Linked DNA regions of Mus musculus: regions 2 and 3 are each linked to region 1. Evidence: chromatin contacts called from public HiChIP or PLAC-seq data. All regions are on one chromosome and are shown on one strand. The core of a region is the stretch at or near the end of the contact, and the rest is flanking DNA. Distances in the headings are between cores, read along the strand shown. Region 1 has its middle 19 kb from the start of Gm52391. Region 2 overlaps Acsl5 (acyl-CoA synthetase long-chain family member 5). Region 3 overlaps Vti1a (vesicle transport through interaction with t-SNAREs 1A).

Evidence for each region. HiChIP or PLAC-seq counts read pairs in DNA pulled down with a chosen protein or histone mark.
Region 2: a contact with region 1 is called in an HNF4G HiChIP or PLAC-seq map of pancreatic cancer cells. The contact joins two enhancer-like sites. A contact is called at or near these places in 2 of 115 datasets of contacts at active chromatin or transcription factors (embryonic stem cells and pancreatic cancer cells).
Region 3: a contact with region 1 is called in a FOXA1 HiChIP or PLAC-seq map of pancreatic cancer cells. The contact joins two enhancer-like sites. A contact is called at or near these places in 1 of 15 datasets of contacts at CTCF or cohesin (the NIH/3T3 cell line), 1 of 484 Hi-C or Micro-C datasets (bone marrow-derived macrophages) and 1 of 115 datasets of contacts at active chromatin or transcription factors (pancreatic cancer cells).

The regions. Positions count from the first base shown.
Region 1 is chr19:55,954,959-55,959,296 of GRCm38.p6, reverse strand. No RefSeq gene overlaps it. Among named protein-coding and RNA genes, the nearest start is that of Gm52391, 19 kb to the right of the region's middle. Within about 2 kb of position 2,361, at least 15 of the 459 cell types and tissues checked have an H3K27ac peak or open chromatin away from gene starts, as enhancers often do. A contact at or near this core is called in pancreatic cancer cells, where this site is marked.
Region 2 is chr19:55,266,277-55,270,614 of GRCm38.p6, reverse strand. Acsl5 (acyl-CoA synthetase long-chain family member 5) reads right to left here. Exons shown (of 22, transcript NM_027976.2): 2 at 1,787-1,971. The coding sequence starts at 1,942. Gm31595 (a long non-coding RNA gene) reads left to right here. Exons shown (of 4, transcript XR_003952865.1): 3 at 1-1,489; 4 at 2,932-3,222. Among named protein-coding and RNA genes, the nearest start is that of Gm31595, 5.7 kb to the left of the region's middle. Within about 2 kb of position 2,179, at least 35 of the 459 cell types and tissues checked have an H3K27ac peak or open chromatin away from gene starts, as enhancers often do. A contact at or near this core is called in pancreatic cancer cells, where this site is marked.
Region 3 is chr19:55,438,176-55,442,513 of GRCm38.p6, reverse strand. The region is part of intron 5 of Vti1a (vesicle transport through interaction with t-SNAREs 1A); the gene reads right to left. Among named protein-coding and RNA genes, the nearest start is that of Vti1a, 120 kb to the right of the region's middle. Within about 2 kb of position 1,938, at least 31 of the 459 cell types and tissues checked have an H3K27ac peak or open chromatin away from gene starts, as enhancers often do. A contact at or near this core is called in pancreatic cancer cells, where this site is marked.

The DNA of each region.
Region 1 (4,338 bases), core at 1,112-3,611:
TGCCTAGCTCTCAATGGAATTGCCTCTCTATGATTACCTTCTCACATCCTTTAACAATGTGTCACAAATAAAGTTTGTCATTGAAAGCTCAGGGGCTGCCTAGTATACAGGACTGTTTTCTATGTCTTCTCAACAGCACAGACACTACCTCCCTAAGCCAGGTACTAGCTCAGACCAAGTTCATTGGCAGCAAGGACAAGACTGCCAGGTCTTGTCCCAACTCTGTAGTTCAAAGCAGGTCTCTCCAGCTCTGGGATTCTCTATCCTTACCTGTTCACAGTGACTGCTCAAAGAGCCTGCTATGGGCTGTGGAGATGGCTCAGTGGATAGGGAATCTGACATACAGCTTTAAGGACCAGGGAATTCATAGAATATTTGAAAAAGCCAGTCAGGCATGGTGGCCATGTGTGTTCCCAGCACATGGGAAGCAGAGTCTGGGGATCTCTGGGGCAAGCTGGTCAGCCAGACTATTTGACCTGAAAATTCTGCGTTCAGCTGACAGAGCCTGACTCAGGAAGTAAAGTGGAGAATCATCAAGGAAAACTCTCAGTGGCAACCCCAAGCTTCCACAGACACACGCACACAGTCATATGTGTGTACCATTCAAACATGCGTGCACAGGATGAACACACACATACACACCACATATCATAATAAGGATTTTAAGCCTACTGTGAAGTGCTGCACAGATTAGACAGGGTAGAATTACAGTAGCCTGAGGTAACTGTGCATGTCCTCAATTGTTTTCATCAGACATAGAGGACAACAGCAAGGCACTCTGTCCTGAGGATCAAAGACCAGGGCAAGAGGAGGTTTTGAAGAATAGGGACCTCTCCATGACCCTTCCACTTTCCAAACAAAAGGGTCCTGCACACAAGGTTAACAGTTTGTTGGTTTGCCCCTCTCCCTTACCCCTTCCCTCTACTCCTTTCTCTCTCCATTATCCTATTCCCTCATTTTCTTCCTCCCTCCCTTCCTTCTCCCCTTCTTTCTCTTCTCTTCCTCTCTCCTCTACCTTCCTCCCTACTTCCTTACATCCCCTCTTCTTTCATCCCATCTCTCTATGGTCCTAGGCTACTCCCTCCCACACCACCTGCTTTCTCTCTGTCATCTTTGGGTCTTTGAACCTTCTGTGCCCCTCTCTGGCCCACTATGGCCACACCTACTTATCTTTGAGGTATCAATTCAGCTACCTCTTCCTCTAGGCTGAGAGAGTGCTCCCTGTTGGCTTCTCATGGCTCCCAATATCCATGAATGCTTGTTTCCCATTTTCTGGGAGGGCAGAGACCACTTCTTAACACCTATCATACATTGGAGTAGGTGGCTCAGGAAATAGGTATGGCTTGAAAAGATAAGTAGCAAGTTCTCAGGGACATGGAGCTAAAACACAAGGCCTCATATCTCCATCTATGAGTCCAGGTTCCTTCTTCTTTTAGTCATATACCTACTCCTTTGACAAACATCAACTGAGAACCTCCAGCAGCCTAGACCCTCTGCCAAGTTCAGGGCATTCAGTAGGACATTTCACTTCTACAGGACAGGAGCTAACACACAATGATGCAGGACCAGAGACCAGCAGCATGACCATGTGTGAGCTCATGGGCACCTTACAATGATGGGGATGGAGCTGTAGGACCAGAGACCAGTGTAAGTAAGCATAAGCTAATGGGCACCTTGAGTCAACCAAAGGAGGGAAGGCCTCTCTGGGGACGAAGCAGGAGGGAATTGACAAACAGTAGAAGAGCTGATTCTGTGAAGTGTCTCTGATAACTGGTACTCTAGGAAAGTGATAGCTGCTATCAGAGTCTGTAAACTGGTGAGACTGGAGCAGGGGAAAGATTCACTGTGATGTAACACATGGGCCAATAGGAGCATGATTTGGACGAGACCATAGAAGAGAGGCCAGTTCCTGTAGAGTCTGATGATCGTATATAGAGAGGTTCCGTTTGGGTCAAGCCGGATGGAAGTCCATTTTGTATTGTCAAGCTGACAGAATCTGGAATCTCCTTGGAGGAAAGCCTTAGGGCACACCCATGAAGGAATATCTTGATTAAGGTTAGCCTCTGAGAATGTCTGCGAGGGATTTTCTTGCTTGTGTAAATTGGTGTTGGAGATTCATCTTAATTGGGGATAGAATCATTCCCCTAGGTAGGGGATCTTAGACTGTATGTGATGAAGAACGCCAACCATGCATTACCAACCATGCATTAATAAACATGCGTGCCTTTCCCTCTGCTTCTCCACTGCCGGCACAGTATGGTCAGCTCCCTCAAGCTCTTGCTTCATTGACTTCCTCAGCATGATGGGACATCACCTGGAACTGAGAGCCAAAATAAACTCTCCCTTATGTTGTTTTGGCCAATATACTGTGTCATAGCAACAGGAAAAGAAAATAAGACAGGGTAATAGACTGGGAGGGACATGGTATGACTCATGGTTTTTTTTTTTTTTTTTTTTTTTTTAAACATTAGCCTATATACGATGTCGACTGTAATGGAGGGGCAAGCAGAAGCAGAGAGATCAGATAGGAAACTAGTCCGCCTGTCCAAGCAGAAGGTGATGTTGGCTTAGGCTGGGATAGGTGCTACAATGATATGGAAGACAGGATGGACCATGTAGGAAGGAATGATTGCTTGGATTTGTTAATGTTTCAGAGCATGGAACGGGTGGAAAATACTCCTGAGTTAGACATGGGGAGGTGCGGTGAAGAAGAGAAGTTGAAAAAACTGAAGGCCTGGAATGTCCTTTATCATGACATGGTGTCTTAGTCAGGGTTTCTATTCCTGCACAAACATCACTACCAAGAAGCAAGTTGGGGAGGAAAGGGTTTATTCGGCTTACACTTCCATACTGCTGTTCATCACCAAGGAAGTCAGGACTGGAACTCAAGCAGGGCAGGAAGCAGGAGCTGATGCAGAGGCCATGGAGGGATGTTCCTTACTGGCTTGCTTCCCCTGGCTTGATCAGCCTGCTCTCTTATTGAACTAAGACTACCAGCCCAGAGATGGTCCCACCCACAAGGGGCCTTTCCCCCTTGATCACTAATTGAGAAAATGCCTTACAGTTGTATCTCATGGAGGCATTTCCTCAACTGAAGCTCCTTTTTCTGTGATAACTCCAGCTGTGTCAAGTTGGCACAAAACTAGCCAGTACACATGGGAATAAGTACAGAATAGAAATTCCAAGACTGGTCATGATTTGTGCTCATTTCTAGATGCCCATCAGATCTGTAAAGGAAACACCTCGTCGTGGTTGGTCACAGAAGACTGAGATTCTGTGGGATTCTATAGCAGAACATACAGATTTGAGGAGCATTTGTTTTAGATAATATTAACATTATAGATCTAAGTCAGTTCACCTGGGGAGAGAATGTATAGAAAGAATGGTCTGCACTAAATGGTTATGTTTCCCCTTCCACTCTCTGCCTTCAAATTCGTGTGCTGAAGCCCTGTCCCTCTGTGTGAGGGTTTCAAGAGGCTGACTGTATTGCAATCTCAAGAGTGGAGCCTTAGGAATAGGATGAACACACTCCTGGAGGATAGGTGAGCCTGGTTCCTCTCCATCCAGGCTGTGTGAAGATGTAAGAACTCTGACAGCTGTAAGCAAAGACTTTACCCTCATCACACACAAAATATGCTAGGGTTCTGGCCATGGACTAAGCCATCATTTAAGACTTTCAACCTATAGTAATTTGTTACTGCACCCTACACAAAGACAGTGATATTTCACATCATGGTTCTAGACGAGGTTAGCTGCATAGGCAGAGCCTAAGTTCCAAGAGCTGAGTAAGGAGAGTCAAGTTATTTTCCTTTGATAATTTTGCTTCCTGAAGCTTGTCTCCAGATTTCCCAAAGTGTACCCCATACCCTGCTGAACTGCAAGGCTCCCTTCCCGGCTCCTGGACCAGATGCCCTGTAGTGGCACCACACCCACCCAGCTAGCCAATGGCAGAGAACAGTTCCTTTGGTCTTCTCAGAATCTTGGCACCAAATGCCCAACTAGCCCTTGCCAGAGTCTTGCCCTGCTGGGTTCTTACCTCTTCCTGGAACAAACGAGGAGAAGAGACCATAGATGGCAATCTCTTGTTGACAGCTCTCTCTGTGCCAATGTGACTTCAGGCTTAGCCTCTCCCTACCCATGGCAAAGGTTTTTCAAGTCTGGTCTCCGCATAGGTATGGCTCACAGAGGTTGGACCTTCTTCTTGGTAAGTCTTCCTGCCCCAGAGCAGTAGTGACTTATAACAACAACCCCAGTGATCTACAGGGGGTGCTCAGAGCAGAGTCCCCACAGATGGGGTACACCTGATGGTCTCAAGAAGTGAAGTGAAAGGAAACCCAG
Region 2 (4,338 bases), core at 930-3,429, 690 kb after region 1:
AGAGTCCACCTTCTCAGCTACTCCTCCCCTCCGCTCGCTCTAACAGTTCCTTGCCCTGTGTGTTTCTCCAGCTCCTTCTACACCCTCCCCAGGCTCCCACCTGGACACTCAGCTCTGGCCTGCTGACAGGCCAGCTCCCCTTTCCCAGGCCTCTTATCTCTCTAACCTAGCTCTAGGGAGCTAGGAACTGCAGCCCCGCAGCAGCTGCTCTCAGCTCCTTCCTTCCTTCCTTCCTTCCTTCCTTCCTTCCTTCCTTCCTTCCTTCCTCCCCCCCCCCTCTCTTTTTCATTCAGGTCCCAGGGGATTGAGCTCATGGAGTAAGCTCCTTTACCCACTGAGCTATGTCAGCAACCCCTAGTCAATGTCTTAAATCTAAAGTTGTGGTATGGTCATGTTATAATATACATGTACATACTCATACAAGTACATGTGTGTGAATGTCTATGTGTGCGTGTATGTGTGTGTACTCCTAAGTATGTGAAGAGAGAACTATAACTCATAACCAGAGAGCTTGCCACACTTGAACTTCACAGATGTCAGAACTGGGTGTTGTGCCTTTACAGGCATTCCTAAATTACAGTAATTTATTGTGTTGGAATAATGTGTAGGTGTGCATACCATGGCACATGCATGGGTGGCTGAGGACACTTCTGTGACACTTGCTTCTCCCCTTCCATCTTCCCACAGCTTCTGGGAATTGAGCTCAGGTCTCCAGCCCGCAGAGCAAGCATCTTAATCCACTGAGCACTTCACTAGCAAAAAAGCAGATGTCTTCCCAGCTGTGAGTTATGCAGAATCAGAGTTGGTGGCTAACTCTGAGTTAAGCTGCTGCTTTTTATGAATTACGTTTCATTAACACACTTCTGATCATTTATTTACAGGTCGCTGGTGCTTTCACTCTCTAACAGCATTAAGTGGAGGCCAGCTCCAGGTGCATGTGGCCCAGAAAACCTTCACAATTTACTGCCTGCCTCTTACAGGGGGTCCGGTGCTTCAGGGGAATCAAAACATGGTGGAAGGAAACAATAGAAGCAGAGGGGGAGGAGCCTAGATGACTGAGGATGGTTTCAGGAAGATGCATTGTTGAAAGGGGATGTGGAAGGTGGAGTGGTCAGGACACAAGTGTCAGTCAGTTGAGAGGAAGGCTGAAGGCTGGTGGCTTATAAATGGAACAGGTGAGGGAAGTTGTGGACAGAGTAGGAGGGCTCAACTGGCCAGAGACAAGGATGCTCTTTTCTCTGAAGAGGAAACTGGATGAAAATGGGTTGTGCTTGCCGCTTGCGGAGGCGGAGGGAAGGAAATGCAGGGAAGGCATGCTTGGTCAGGAGGAAACTGGGCATCTTGCTGAAAGCCAGAGGAATGTGCCCGGTTCAGCTTCCACCAGTACTGACCAGTGAATATTAGCTGAAACTCAGACCTGCAGAAAGCAGCCACTTCAGACGCTGGATGCCTCCAGGAAGCTGGCCTCCTAGCAAAGTCTCTCTAAATAGTAAGTAGTTTCATAGAACATACAAAAACTGCTCCTTATAAACAATTCACCTAGTTAAAGAGTTGGAACTCTATCCTTAGTTTACATCTGCATAGGAAGGGGAGTAGTTAGCAACCCACAATCTAGGCCACCACCTTATACTACTGGTTTTATTGTGTTTCGAGGGAAATTTGCTAGAAAAAGACATTTGCAGACTGAAGGTTCACTTCCCCAGTTCTTTCCCTTCATATGTTACCCCCACCAGGGTTTGAATTGCAGTATGTGCTCAGTCAAGGCTGACAAACTGAAGGTCATTACCTCAATCCCCACAGACTGGTTGTCCAAGTCAATGAGAGGTAAAACTGGCTGAGGTCTGTTGATCAGCCACAGGAAGATGGCCGTTCCAAACGTCAGGAGGCAGATCAGGGCCGGAGTTGGAAGTGGGGAAAACAAGAAGTTAAAAATAAAAAGCATCTTTGTGAATACCAACAGGAAATTCAGACCTTAAAAAAAAAAGAAAAAACAAAGAAAAAGTTAGAGGAAGTGGGTGCATTTTTATGTTTTACTCTGTTTACAGAGGGACACACATGTTCTCTCTCTCTCTCTCTCTCTCTCTCTCTCTCTCTTTCTCTCTCCCTCCCTCCCTCTCTCATATGCTCTCTGAACAGAGCTGGGCCTCTCTAGAATTTCTTGCACTGTTTACCTTGGCAATGTTGGAAATAATGGAAGCAGTCTCCACCCCAGCTACTTGACCGTCCTCACACAAGGCAGAAGGAATCAAAGAAGACAAGTTAATCATTTCCCAATTTCGAGAACCAACTGCTTCTTTATTTATGGCCCACAGAACCCAGAAGGCCACCTTGCCACCTAGCATAGTAGGGGAGGGTGTGCAGACAGCCTCCCCTGCTCAGGCAGAGTCCAGCTCTTCCACCTGGGCTCCCCTGACATAAACTAAACAGTAGGGACCTCTACAGAGGTGACGTCACAGCTTTCACAAACCAATCATCCTGCAGGAAAGATGCTCCTGTATCCCACATCACCATCTCAGAAGCCCTGGGGAACCATTTCTCTTGAGATCAACATTGGACGTACAGAGAAAGGCAGTCAAGAATGTACCCAACACGATGAACAGATAGGATTTGGGCTCTTGAAGGAACTGGAGCACACAAGCTTCCGCTCATATAGCTCTTTATAGCATTTCAGCCACCCCATAAGTGAGCCAGCCTTTCTGTGTGTCCTTTCATAAGTTTCAGACTTGGATAGGTTAGTAGCAGCCGATAAGTACTGATTATGCCCAGCACTGAGCAGAGGTAGATACCAGCATCATGAAGTACTGTTTCACAGAAAAGAACATAAGCCTCACGGGGGTGGGAGGCAGAGACTTTTCCAAGTCCACACCCTGGTTTTCCAGCCTTCTCCAGGAAGAGCTATCATACACCTAGTTGTTTTCTTATTGTTCCTAGGCTCAGGACTCAGGAACTGAATATCTGGGGCCTTACAGATCACAGCAAATGAAGTCCCAGATCTGCATTCTTCAAACTTGACTGCAACACACAGCAGAACAGCATCTCAGAGTCCAGGTCAATTGATCCTACTCAAAATCAAAGGGGCAAAACAAGCCCAATAAAAATCTTTGTCAGATCAGGATCTTAGCTATGCTTAGAGTTTTGTGTTAGGCACCTGGAACCTTCTTCCATGAAGGCAATTCTTCATTCCAGTCCAGAATAGCCCTAACACATCAAGGGGGAGGGTTCTTTTTTTTTGGGGGGGGGGACAAGAAAGAATGCCAGGTCCTTGTTCTCATGGTCGGTCCCTTGCTTAACTATAGGGTGGTTACTTTCCATTTTATGGAGGAAAACTAAACTCCAGAGTCTGAGATATCAGCTCTGAAACACCTTCTACACTGAATCCAGGGGTAGAAAATAAAAGAAAACCAGGACCCACCTATTACCCAAGCTGGGGTGTGAAACATTAGGGAGCAATCGTGATTCCCTGGCAGGGTTCTGATAGTTGGGGCTTGGCAATCCAGCTATACCTGGGCTTGTCCAGCCATGAGGGACTCCAGGAGCCAAAGCCAGTAAGAGCAGCCAGGTAGGTCACCGTTTTTAGGGCAGCTATTTCAACCCAGAGTGAAAGGGAGATGGCCCCAGGGAAACTGTGGCTTTGGCAGCAAGTAGCAGAGCCAGTTAGAAATCTAGTTAGTACTTGTCCCTACCTGCCTCTCCTGGGCTGGGCACGGCTGTTAGCCAAGTTGGATTTTATCACCTGGGGTTTCTACCTTTGTCAAAAGCACACCTACAAATAGATCCTTACCTGACATCTTTCAACAATGAAAACAAATTTGAGGCACCAAGAATGTTGCCATCTCCTCTAGAGGACAAGCTGACCTTAAATGAGAGATTTACAAATTCTATCTTCAAAGCAGGGTCAGAAGATGAAGTTTCTGTCCAGTGGTGGTGGGTATGGTAGAAGTGTAAGGGGTAGGAGGACCAATGTCCTGGGAGGTAACCCCCTGGGAGAAAGGAGACTGGACATCCTTGACTAGTCTCAAGAGGGGCAAATGCTGTCAATCACAGCTAATTGTTACCACATAGTAACATGGGCCAAGAGTCACTAGGTTGTCAAATTTTCCACTTAGATAACCCAGAACACTAGAAATCATAAAAACAAACCAAAAAAACCCCCTCAGTTTCAACGAGTAGGAAGCTTTTTAAAAGAAACTAATAAGAACACATCTACTGTAATTTGAACCATAGTCTGCCTGTATTTGACTAGTCCTTCCAGACATACTTTTGTCATATTGCTTACAAAGAGAGTGTGTCTGTCCATGCCACTACAAACATTGGCCAGATTTACACATTTGAAGAGAA
Region 3 (4,338 bases), core at 689-3,188, 520 kb after region 1:
AATATCTGAGTCGCCTGATCATCGCTCGCAGGCACATACATGGGATGTGGCGGGGACACATACACACACTGGGCAATGTATTGATTTCAGATGCTGGGCTGGGGAGAGAATTCATTCAGTTAACTACTCCGTGCCTGTAGAAGACCGGACCAGGCATCCCCAGGAGCCAGGCTAGGAGGCGCCTCTGTAACATCAAACCTGGAGGCAGAGGCAGGCGGATCCTGGGGCACTCTGGTCAGCCAGTCTAGCCACCAGTGGGCCTAGCCAGGCAGTCTACCCAGCCAGTGAGCCTGGTTCAGGGACGAAAAATTCCATAATGAGAAAAGTCCTTATTTAAAAAAAAAAAAAAAAGTACTCTGAGTCATGAAATAATGAGAAAACCCATAAAACAGTAAAATTGAATAAGTTTTTTACAATGAGAAAAAAAAATTAGGCAACAGCTTCTGTTGGAAAGTCAAACAAAACTATCCAGAACTCTGTTACTCGATGACCAAGAGCAGCTCCACACTGTCAGGACCAAAGGACCTTTGTAAAACAATTATTCCCCAGAGCTTCACTGTTAGGGAGAGCAGGGCTGGGAATACTGGTGCACCACTCTTAAGTTCCTGTTTAGCCAGTGTCCAAATTCATTTGAGTCAAGCCTGATTGGCTTCCAATTCAATACCTCAAGGTGCAAATCACTAGAGTGAGTCTTTGCCCTGAGTTACACAGCCAGCATGACAATAGAACTTGAGCAAAATAAGCCATAATTAATTAGCAGAAGCCTGAAGAGAATGTAGCCAGTGGACCTTCACATTTATTGACTGGATTAAAAACCGTTTAAATCTATTAACCAAGAAGACTTTGGACCTCAGATAATGATGTACTGTTTTAATCATAAGGTACATTTATAGGGTAAGCAGCTTTCCTTAGCAGGCTATTTGGATAATACTGTCAGGTAGTTCTATGTGACCAAACGATTTTTAAAATATTGATCCTCAATAAGTTTCCATGAAGGTTTTTCTCTAACGTGGAGGCTATCATGAAAATCATCCAAATAAGTTTTTACAAAATTAACATAAATATTGAAGTGAACTAGCCTGAACTCTGATGTTTACTGTTTGACATTTTGACCACAATTTCCCAGTGTATGCATCCCTTATGAACACATGTGAGTTCCAGCTTCATAAAGGCTAACACTGAAAACACTAACCATAAGTCTACAGAGATGTCTTAGAAACCCATTAGTGCTAATATTTCTATATTAAAACAACTGGAGTTCCACATTTACTTGAGGCATTTTAGATTTATTAACATTATTTTAAGGTTTATATGTTTAGGAAAACATTTCAGGTTGTAGGATCGACCTGGAGGAGATTTAGTCTCTGTCTGCCTTAATATTTTTAAGCTCTTACCATTTAAGCCTTCAGTGACCTTAGCTCAAGTTTGTCAAACTTTTGCATATCAGTTGTTCATTTTTTAAAGCAATAGCCAAGGTGTGAACTCTGCCACTGTGGACCTGCCTAAGTAAAAGATTTGAAAAAATAGAATTCATTTCTGAAATGAATAGCAGGTACTGGGCAGGCTGAAGTCAGAGGACAGCTAAGCTCAGCTCTGCTCTTAAGAAGGAGGAAGTGTGCTGGAGTTAATGACTTGATACTCAACTGCGCGTGCCGACTAAAATGCTCACATTTAAGTGTTCTTTGGGGAAGGCTTTGGTTGGTGTGACTGTGGTTCGAGGAGCCGACACCCACACTTTCCTGCTCTTCCCACTCTGTTTTATAAACAGGTTTAATTTTAATGTGTTTGTGTGCACATGAAGATGTATAAAGTGTGTGCAAAGGCCAAAACGGTCATCAGATGCCCTTTGGCCATCAGATGGACCTGGAGTTACAGGTGACTCTGAGCTTCCTGCCATGAGTAATAGGCATGGGATTCAGTTATTTGTTGTTTTAAAGGTAGCAAGCATCCTTCACGACTGAGTCATCTCTCCAGCCCCGGTTCTTCACATTCTCAATAGTTTCTCATCCAGGCATTCCCATGGATATGGCCCAGATCCCACAAATGGGGCTTTGTACTTTTATGTTTTGTTTTGTTTGTAATGTTATAAAAAGGCAACTCTTTTAACAGTATTTGAACAGTACTAGGCCACTGAGTGATATGAGTTGTGATCATTTGTGCTCTCTCAAAATTGAAACCCAATTTCAGATGTGTCCATTCAGTTTTCCAAAGTCCTTCACAAAGTCACTGCTAAGAGAGAAAAAGGCACCATTTTTATTGACTAAGTGACAGCCAATGGCACACCCCATGCTTTTACTTAAAACACTTGACACACCATATCCTTGTTTTGTGATAGAAGAAGAGGTGAATTCTTTAAGACCTAATTTCTTGGCTAAAGAATGGAGTAATTAATGATTGCATTTAAGAGAACTGCCTGATAACTATAAAATTCCCACATACAAATTAATGCTTACATTAAAAACAGAGTAAATGAATGCCAGGTCAGGATGTTAGCCTAGACCTTCTGAATATTATCTCAATGGCTTAGGCAGAGCAGACTCGCTGACTAGTCTTTACTAACATTCAATATTTACTGTCATCAGGCATTGTTGACTCTGGCTACTCTTTGGTTAGTATTTTCCTTTTTAAAGCATCCTGGGCTATTCTATCTCTGTACCTTTGTTTAAGTGGTTTCTCTCCACCTTGTCCTTGAGTTCATAAATCTAAATATTACTTAGTGTCCCAAACCTAGGCTCACCTTCATGCTGTCTCTTTCTCCACTGAAGGTTTTCCAAACCTTGACCCTGGAGATGAGTGGTTCCCTTCAATCTCATTCTCCCAAAATGGCTACACCAGTCAGGGTCTGCTAAGTACTACACATACCAGCCTGGTGTATACTGAGTTTCACCCACTTTATTAGATCATATATATGGAACATTTCCCTTCTGTACAGCATAAGTTTAGAAGCTGGAGATATAAGAGAGAACAAAACAGATCTGTTCTCATGGACATTATTTTCTTTTTGTTTTATTAGATATTTTCTTTATTTCCATTTCAAATATTATCCCCTTTCCTGGTTTCCCCTTTGAAAACCCCTATCCCTTCTCCCCAACCCTGCTCACCAACCCACCCACTCCCGCTTCCTGGCCCTGGAATTCCTCTACACTAGCGCATAGAGGCTTCACAGGACCAAGGACCTCTCCTCCCATTGATGCCTGACAAGGCTATCCTCTGCTACATATGCAGCTGGAGCCATGAGCCCCACCATCTGTACTCTTTGGTTGGTGGTTTAGTCCCTGGGAGCTCTGGGGGGTAGTGGGTGGTTCACATTGTTGTTCCTCCTATGGGGCTGCAAACCACTTGAGTTCCTTGGGTCCTTTCTCTAGTTCTGCCAATGGGGACCCTATGCTCAGTCCAATGGGTGGCTGAGAGCATTCACCTCTGTATTTGTCAGGCACTGGTAGAGCCCCTCAGGAGATAGGTCTATCAGGCTTCTGTCAGCGAGCACTTGTTGGCATCCATAATAGTGTCTGGGTTCAGTGACTATATATAGGATGGATCCCCAGGTGGGGCAGTCACTGGATGGTCATTCCTTCAGTCTCTGCTCCACACTTTGTCTCTGTAACTCCTCCCATGGGTATTTTGTTCCCACTTCTTTGGTCTTCCTTATTCCTGAGCTTCATGTGGTCTGTGCATTGTATCTTGGGTATTCTGAGCTTCTGGGCTAATATCTACTTACCAGTGAGTGAATACCATGTGTGTTCTTTTGTGATTGGGTTACCTCAGTCAGGATGATATTTTCTAATTCCAAACATTTGCATAAGAATTTCAAAAATTCATTGTTTTTAATTGCTGAGTAGTACTCCATTGTGTAAATATACCACATTTTCTGTATCTAGTCCTCTGATGAGGGACATCTGGGTTCTTTCTAGCTTCTGGCTATTATAAAAAATGATGCTATAAACATAGTAGAGCATGTGTCCTTATGAAATGTTGGAGCAACTTCTGGGTATATGCCCAGGAGTGGTATAGCTGGGTCCTCAGGTAGTTACTATGTCCAATTTTCTGAGGAACCGCCAAACTGATTTCCAGAGTTATTGTATCAGCTTGCAATCCCACCAGCAATTGTGGAGTGCTCCTCTTTCTCCACATCCTCACCAGCATCTGCTGTCACCTGAGTTTTCTATCTTAGCCATTCTGACTGGTGTGAGGTGATTTGCATTTCCCTGATGACTAAGTGTGTTGAACATTTTTTTAGCTGCTTCTCAACCATTCGATATACCTCAGTTGGAAATTCTTTGTTTAGCTCTGTACCCCATATTTTTGTTTGGTTCTCTGGAGTCTAACTTCTTGAGTTCT